Regions from separate parts of the Mus musculus genome. Here region 1 is linked to region 2. Evidence: chromatin contacts called from public Hi-C data. All regions are on one chromosome and are shown on one strand. Each heading gives the region's core, a stretch centred on a gene start, on an enhancer-like site or on the middle of the called end of the contact. The rest is flanking DNA. Distances are from core to core; before and after follow the strand shown.

Region 1 (4,439 bases), core at 531-3,030, 330 kb before region 2:
AATGTTTGTGGAATGTAGGATCTATTTTAGGCTCTGGAACCTGGCTTTTCAAATGTCTGAGTGTAATTCTTCATTTTTGCTGCACATTGAAGGATCATTAAGAAAGCTTCTTTCACATTCATGTTTTCAGTGCTGCAGAAATTGGCCACTGCCTGGCCATCTGAGAAGCACTTGCCCGAGAACGTGAAGACCAAAGTTACCACAACTATCACAGTTTTAGCATTATCAACACTGAACAACTAGCCCAGTGGCATTATCAACACTGGACAACTAGCCCAGTGGCTTGCTTTTTTTTCTGAAGAGATAATTTCCCACAGTGTCACAGGCCAACAACCACAGTGTGACACCTCAGAATACTGGAAAGAGGAAGCTATTCCACAATTCACTCATTGGAAAACCCCAAGCCATCTGGATTTATTTGCTAGCGCAGCAATGTAGTGCAAGGCTACGTATAGGTTTCATTTCATTTAGTGTCAGTGCGTGACTTGGGGTCTTATCCCAACTCCAGTGGAGTAAACTAGATGACTTTTATGCTTCATTCACTTCCAGAGCCTCAAAAAACTCCGTGGAACTTATCTTCATCTAAGGGTTTTAGGTAAGGGACCAGGGAGCTGTAACTAGAAATGAATCTTAATTTTCCTTTTCTTTCTATGCTGTGAATACCTCCTAATAAGGCCCTTAAAGATAATTTGTCTGGGGAAGTTAAAGAAGCTTTCTAAAATTTGATTTAAGCTATTAATTTGCTTAGTAAAATCGTATATTGCACATAGGAAATTCAGCTCTGTTGTGGCCAAATTATCACAAGTTATAAATTAGTTGCATTTGAGTTAATGAGGTTTTATTATAAACACAAAACAGCATTACACCCAATGCCTGATTTTCATTAGTAGAAGAAAACAGGCCAAATAAAGCTAAAGAAAAAAAAAGAAAAAAAAAAAAGAAAAAAAAAAAGCCTGAGTTGCCTATCCCACTTGCTTTGTAAACATTCAAGATGCAGTTGAATTTTCTGTTAGTAAAGAGTTGCAAAGGTATTTACGTTGCCTACCCGCAGTTTGATTTGAATTAAGGTAGCCACAAAAACCCCCTTAGTTCCAGTAGCCTGTGAATCATTTCTGGGCTCCCATTCTCTCATTTTTAAGATTTTTTTTTTTTTTTTTTTTTTTTTTTTTTGGTACAAATGGAGCAGCAGATGTCTGAGGGACCATTGTAAATTGATAGAAACAGTTGAAGCTCAGGCTGGTGAAAGGGTGGAATTACAGGATCGGAGGAGGAGCCTTGAAAAGAGACAGCGGAAAAGGTAGGGCCTGTGCAAGGGGTTCAGGAACGGAGAACCCCCTCCATGCGGTGTTCCCCCACCCCCACCCCCGCGCTCGCCTCTGAGCCCTGCCTTCAGGGCAATAAACCTTGGGGCTGAGGGTTTAGGCTGGGAAGAGCCTGCCTGTCGCTATGCACTTTTATAACCAGACACCTGGCAGAGAAAAGCTGTGTTGAGTCCCTACTGGGTAGAAGGAGATTTCCTGTCTTTTAACCATAAATTCACACATAAATCCATTTATTAGACAACAATGGTTTTAATCTTGAAGCCTATAGGGCTATGTTCAGTGCCAGTGGCTCTTTTAAGATCTTGGCCAGCTCACCTTTGTCTGTTTTCTTGCTGTTCTTTCTTCTTGGCTCCTCTTTCAAGGGAACTGTTGTCACCGCTCTTCTCTAAACAGCTCTCTCTCAGCTGATCAGCAGGCAGAGGTTGTGGACTCCTCGCAGGACCGGTTTGAAGAAGGTGTTGATATAAGCAGATGAGCAGCTTCCGATCAAATACGCGGAGCGGCCCCCCCACTCCCCATAACCTCCCAAACACCGAGGAGCCCCAAAGATGGCAGGAGCCCAGCTCCCCCGTTGAGGCGCTGCGAGAGCTGGATGGACTTCTGTGGAAGGGGCTGTCTGCAGTTCTGTGGGAAGTGAGTGGGCCTGGCTCTCTGGCCTGTGTAGAAGTTGGGATGTGTCCAGGTGGTTGTGTTTGTGCCAGTAGCAACACGCTTGCGTCGATCCTGCTGCAAGCACTGATGAGTTGGTGTGTGTCTTCACAAGGTCTGGTTGTGCAGAGGCTGCTCAAAGGCCTCCAGTGAAGAGGCCCGGCCCCGGCCGCTCCTCCTGCTTATTCTTCATTTCAGGATGTGCTGAGGCTATAGAGGCAGAGTGACGTGACGCCTCCCCAGGTGTCAGAGGGAGATAAACTTCGCGATAACTAAAACAATCATAAATCTGCCAGACACTGTAAAATATTAAAGAGACAGCAAGGGTTAGGCTGAAACAGTGGGAGAAGGCCTCGGAGAGTTTGGCCCAGGTCCAGGAAACCTTCAATTCATTTTCTACCCTGTTGTTGGTTATCACCAAGGAAAAAATGAAGCTGGTTAACTCTGTTACGTCTTATTTACAGAAACCAGCCAATTCCCCTTTGCCTCCAGGAAAAAGTCCTGGTATGCCAAGGCACTTTGTGTGCTGATCTGACCTAAAATCTCTCCATGATCTCCTATATTTTATTTTCTGCCCAACCCAGCCACATTTGCCAATGAACTTCCTACCATGGTAGGAGCATGCCAGAGCCTTGTGTGCTCTGGACAGGGGTCATATTTCTTATTTCCATTTGTTCCTTTTCATGACCTGTTAAACTCACCCTTCAAGGCCTTGGTTCAACCATACCTCGTCCCTGGTATTTGTCTACATTAGTTCATTCATTCATTCATTCATTCATCCCCACATAGAGATTCCCAACGTCAAGCACTGTGCAGGATCCCAGGAGAAGGGCAATGGTGAACAGGCACTGTAATCCCTGCCTTCTGGAATATCCATCTTAGCGGAGATATTGTCAATCAAAGAAGTACTGGAGGAATTACCATAAGAGCTGAAACGGCTTCCCAAGGAATAGATTGTTGGCATGTGGTATGCAACAGTATCACCTCAGCGGTGTTGAGTGTCTGCCATGCTGTAGGCATCCTGTTGTGCATCTTAACAGCATCAGCATCATTTGTGATTGTGATTCTCACACTTGGTCCACAAATTCCTTAGGAGTAGGACTCCTCTCCCTTAGACCCTTCCATGCATGCAGAATCTGGCTCAGTGCCTGGTGTTGAAGACCGTGGCTCAGCCAGGATAGCAGGGATGAGGATGAAGACCGTGGCTCAGCCAGGATAGCAGGGATGAGGATGAAGATCGTGGCTCAGCCAGAATAGCAGGGATGAGGATGAAGAGGATGGTCACATCTTGGGACCAGTCAGATCAGAACATTAGCAGCTTCATATCTGCTAAGGGTTCCTCTTATGTTTGGTATATTTCTTCAGCTAATAATACAATTAAAAACCTTTTATTTGGAGCTGGAAGAAGTATCCTGCTTACTGTATTTTATCACCTGGTATCTTAGTTTGGATCTATGGGTGAGATTAAACACCATGACCAAAAAGCAAGTTGGGGAGGAAAAGGTTTATTTGGCTTACACTTCCACATCATAATCAATCATTGGGGGAAGTCAGGACATGACTCAAGCAGGGCAAGAACATGGAGGCAAGAGATGATGCAGAGGCCATGGAGGAGTGCTGCTTATGGCCTTGCTCCTCATGGCTTGATCAGCCTGCATTCTTAAAGAATCCAGGAGCAGCAGATCAGAGATGACACCACCTATAGTGGGTTAGATCCTTTCCCATTAGTCTCTGATTTAGAAATTGGCCTATGGTCAGGTCTTATGGAAGCATTTTCTCAACTGAGGTTCCCTCCTTTCAGATAAATGTAGCTCATGACAAGTTGACAGCAAACTATTCAGCATACCTGGTATTTTACTAGCACCTCAGTGAGGATTGCAAATCCTGAAGTATCCTAATGTCTTCCTGGAGTCTTGCAGCAGCTGCTGTTAGAAGCATGGGGATATTGGCCACGGCAGGAAGGGATAGAAGAGCCTTCCCATGTTGTGATCTAGCATTGGCCCAAGGGTGTGAGTAGCCTGAACAGACATGAGTGGATAAAGAGAGGATTGGCAAGCCCACAGACAACCATTGTAGCCTGATGTCAATACTCAAGACTTTGGTTCATATAGTAGTGGCAATGAGTAATATTGAGAGCTCCAAGAGGATTCTAAAGAAAACTTCTTTATCCAGAAATGGGCAGGAAAGTATTTGATCTCTGAAATGTCACACTCCTCTTTGTGTAAGAGAGCTGACCAAAGTCGTCCTAAGAGTCACCCCATAATGTGTGCCTTCCTACCCAGTTTGTATCCTCGACTCTGCAGCCTCTTTGAGTTTGGAGAAAAAGATGATAGACAATTCATCTTTTTATTGAAGCCATTCTGGGCACTCAACAATGAGATAGAACTACTTCCCTGTAGAACTTGATGCATGTTTTTTTCCCCAATTTTTTATTAGGTATTTTCTTCATTTACATTTCAAATGCTATCC
Region 2 (4,308 bases), core at 514-3,013:
CATATTATCCAGTTGTAGGTCTCTGTATTTGTTTGCTTGTGATTATTTTTAAAGTTATAACCTGGCTATTCCTACCTTAGATGATTCGAATCCTGAAAATGCCTATGATGTTGACAGTTTTGTCTTTTTAAATAGATTTAGCAAATGGGGTCTAAAGACCCTGCTTTGTTAGGATCCATGAGCACTCACATGGGTCTCGTTAAGAGCCCACCATCCTTGGCTTTCTGAGGAAATCCCTAGGGTTTTCTGACGCTTCATTCACACATTTCTACATTTCTACATGATGCTTCCTTTAAGATAAGTGTTTTGTAGTCAGAGATAGCATAGTATATATAGCTTCCTTTTCAAATGCACAAGACTAATACCTATGGCCTCAGCAGCAATGGGATCTAGAATAGCCAGCTAAGTATTGCCATTATCTTCTGTTTTGGCCTTGTCTAGGTTCACTCCTTGGCTTCTTTGTCTCCATCATGCTTTGTGTGTGTGTGTGTGTGTGTGTGTGTGTGTGTGTGTGTGTGTGTGTTCTCTGTCTATGTGCATGCATTCTCCTGTCTCCTCCATTTTCATAATCTAACCTCAAGGAAATGAAAAAAAAATAAGCCTTAAGGTTTCACTAGGATGACTGTTACTCAAATAAATATTGGTTTTGATATCATCCGAGCCCTGAGATACGGAATATGAAATTTCCAAATGGTTATTATTCAGATCAATCAGCAAAGAATGTGTCAACGCCTCTGTGGAGCCGCACAGCTCAATTAGCACACACAGTCTCTGCTCAGCGCTTCCCGGATGCAGCTCACATCAACCAGGACCCCGCACAAGCATCTCTGTAGTTAAGGCTATGTCACAGCGAATCAACAAAATATGCAGTTTGATCAGCACATTCTGAGAGCAGATCATTAAAATATGCAACCAGATCCCTCAAGTGCATGAAAAATTAACTAACAAGTTTTGTATCTTGATCAGTTTAATGAGCGAGAAGTCGCTGAACAAGAGTGTCAAATTGTACAGTCTGGCAAAAGGGCAGACGAGTGTCTTAGAACAGGGGGCAGGGCCAGAGCTAACATTTGTGGGTTTCAAAATAGCTATCCTGAAAAATTCAATGTCGAATAAAGCTGATTAACATTAAGGTGCTGTCCAGCCTGTGTCCAGCAGGATGTGATGCTATGTGGAGCCTTCTGATGCAAATGAAACATTGATTCTTCCTTTCAGGCTTCACTAGCTCTTAATAGACTCAGCCATGCAAGGGGAAGGCCCTGCCAGTGGCGTCATAGACACATGTGTCACTAAAAGACGATGGCAGCCTTCTGGAAATACCCAAACCATCTTAGCCTGAAAAGAATGAAGGGAAAAAAAGGATGAGGGGAAGGAAAGAAAGGCATCTTTAATCAAACGCTGTAAGAAATGCCCCATGCCACTGAGAAGGAATCGGGACTTAATAGACCAAGAATGCCCAAGCCAGAGAGTTGGCTAAAGAATATAAATCAATTACGTCCAAGTGGCAGATGATCACAGAGGAGAAGTGCAAATTGGATTGTCACAGAAGTCTGCTCTCCCCCTGTTATTGACAAGAGGTTGATGGGGAGGCAGACAGCCTACTCTGAACACAGTCACACATGCCCCAGTGACTTGGCCCATGTACAAACAGGGACTGACTACCATTCGGGTAGGTCTGCTCAGCTGCTGTATCTGAGCTGCCCGGCTGGCACTGCAGCTGTGGGAAGGCTGGGTTCCCAGGGCATAAATTCACCCACCTTTCAGAGGGAGCCCAGCAACAGAAAGATGGCAGTCCTAAACAAAGGGCAGTAAGCAAACCCCAAAGGGAGCGGTCTACAGACAAAAGGAGAGATTGGCAGGCCCATGAGCATCGAGGCTAGAGCTGGCTGCAGGCTGCCTTGCCATTCAGTAAGCCCTACTGGAGAGCAGGGGAACAGTTGGGTTTTTTGTTTTGCTTTGTTATTTATTTGAGGGAGGGGTGCCACTCTAAGTTCGATCAGATTTTTCTCAAGTGAAGTGAGAATGACTGTAGGTCAAATACAGTTTATGAAGAAATGTGACTTTTACGGATGTTCATAACACAATTCTATTTTCAGGAGTATTAGAAAAACCAGGAATAATGCATCATGCCCACAGTTTCATGAGTATTTCTTTAAGATTAAGATAATGAGAGCGAATCAAAGGAAAATTAAAGAAAAGGTGCTCTATATTTAGTAACACATATAGTGAATGCATTTGGTGAAATTTATAAAGGGGCTTTAAGTGGCAGCAGTTAAACTGAATGAAAACTCGAATATTTGGATCAGAAAAATCTCCTTCAGCTCAGACTATGAACCAATCCTGTGTGTGTGGATATTGAGATAGAAAATTTGAAGCAGAAAATGGAGTAATAAAGTATATACAGAGAGAGTGGCCATAAAAGAAAGGCCTGATATGTATCGTTCATTTCACTGTCATTTGTCCTGTAAGCTGGGAAAAGCTCACCAGCATAAGATCAGGAAAAGAAAGCATCCAAGGCTCAAGGATATCACTGTTTTCCAAGATTGATTGATTGATTGATTGATTTTGTATAAATGCACTGTACCTGTCGTCAAACACACAAGAAAAGGGCATCGGATCCCATTACAGATGGTTATGAGCCACCGTGTGGTTGCTAGGAATTGAGTTCAGGACCTCTGGAAGAGTATTCAGTGTTCTCAACAGCTGAGCTACCTCTCCAGCCCCCTTAAAAATTATTTGCACACTGTATTTTAGTGACACATCCTGTCACTCAATGCTGCCATCACTTCCAGACAGGGATTTCTGTGGCATCCTGCAAGACTCCACAAATCTCTTACTAATATCAGCAAGAAAGTGTGAGTTTTAAAAGCCACATTACACAAGCAAAGGGCCTGTCACTGGGATCATTACCTCAGCAAACACCAAGACACAAGATGAGAAACCTGGTCTAGCAAATGCTTTGTAGGTGCTAATACACCATCATGAAGTAGTGTTCAAATAGGAAAAGTTTGATTATTTTTGTAGCAAGATTTCATTATAAAGGATACATATAAAACACATGCAACTATATGTGTGTACAAACATCCCCTCCAACTAACTAAGAAATAAAAAGTATTCATATTTTAGAATGTGCAGTGGTGCCAAAAGATTTCCTGCGATTTGGTCTTTGGTTCATTTGTTTGTTTGTTTGTCTATGTGTGTGTATCCTTGTGTACAAAGACCAGATGTCAGCTTTCAGTGTTCCCATTTACGAGTTATCCTCCTTTGGTGGATTTTTCTTTGGGAGGGAAGATTGGGTTTTTTGTTTTGTGTTTTGTTTTGTTTTGTTTTGTTTTGTTTTGTTTTGTTTTGAAACAGGGACTCTCTGTGCGACCCTGGTTGTCCTGGAACTGGGATGTAGACCAGACTAGCCCGAAGCCCACAGAGATCTGCCTGCCTCTGCCTCTTGAGTGCTGGGATTAAAGGTGTGCACCACCATGCCCTGCTCTTCCTCCTTTTTTCTTTTGAGACCAGATCTATCATCCTCCTGGAGCTCACCCATCAGGCGAGGCAGGCTCTCTAGTGATCCACTTCCTCAGTAGCCCCAGCCCCAGATTGCAAGCTGTGCCACCATGCCCAGGACTGCCACATGGATTTTGGTTGTTGAACTCAAGTCCTTATGCTTGCTTGGAAAGTGCTGAGCTATCTCCCCAGCCCTTTCATTTGACAGTATGATTTTAATGTAAACACAAGTTAATAAGTATAAATTTGGTCATTTTACATATATTCACTATTACAAGGAATATACCACAGTCATTTGCCTACTAGGTTGCCACTGGGCATTTAGTTTGTACTGATGTTTAATGTTATGAGCAATGCTTCTGTTATGTTTCCTGGTGTCATGGTAAGCACATCTCAGGAGCATAGGCCAAGAACTGCCATTATTACGTCCTAGGATGTGTGTTTACCCTCTTAGATGACAATGTTGCCTTCTTCAAAAAACTCTGATCAACATATATTCTTGATGACAGCTAAAATGAAGTATCTAGCAAAAGAAAACGCAAGCTGTAAGTGAAAACATGGTGTACCAGAAAGCTTTAAAGAAGACAGAAGTAATTTGGAGATTGGACATGATCAAGGATAGACAATTTCATCAGTGTAAGGATGTTATTTCTTCTGAAATTATGCATTAGTTTTATTCCATCCCCAAAAAAAAAACCTTAGGTAAGAACTTTACTTCTGATTCTGAGGTTTAAAGGAAATAAATGTACAGAGTGGAGAGTAATTATAAGAATACTGGAAAAAAGATAAACCAAGTTGCGCTATGGGATA

What was found. A called contact is a pair of places that touch in the nucleus more often than the background predicts.
Region 1: a contact with region 2 is called in a Hi-C map of cerebral cortex, with 2.3 times the contacts expected there. The contact joins two enhancer-like sites. A contact is called at or near these places in 1 of 15 datasets of contacts at CTCF or cohesin (the NIH/3T3 cell line) and 1 of 484 Hi-C or Micro-C datasets (cerebral cortex).

What each region holds. Positions count from the first base shown.
Region 1 is chr3:66,648,167-66,652,605 of GRCm38.p6, reverse strand. No RefSeq gene overlaps it. Among named protein-coding and RNA genes, the nearest start is that of Gm35236, 250 kb to the right of the region's middle. Within about 2 kb of position 1,780, at least 33 of the 459 cell types and tissues checked have an H3K27ac peak or open chromatin away from gene starts, as enhancers often do. A contact at or near this core is called in cerebral cortex, where this site is marked.
Region 2 is chr3:66,323,131-66,327,438 of GRCm38.p6, reverse strand. No RefSeq gene overlaps it. Among named protein-coding and RNA genes, the nearest start is that of Veph1, 28 kb to the right of the region's middle. Within about 2 kb of position 1,763, at least 36 of the 459 cell types and tissues checked have an H3K27ac peak or open chromatin away from gene starts, as enhancers often do. A contact at or near this core is called in cerebral cortex, where this site is marked.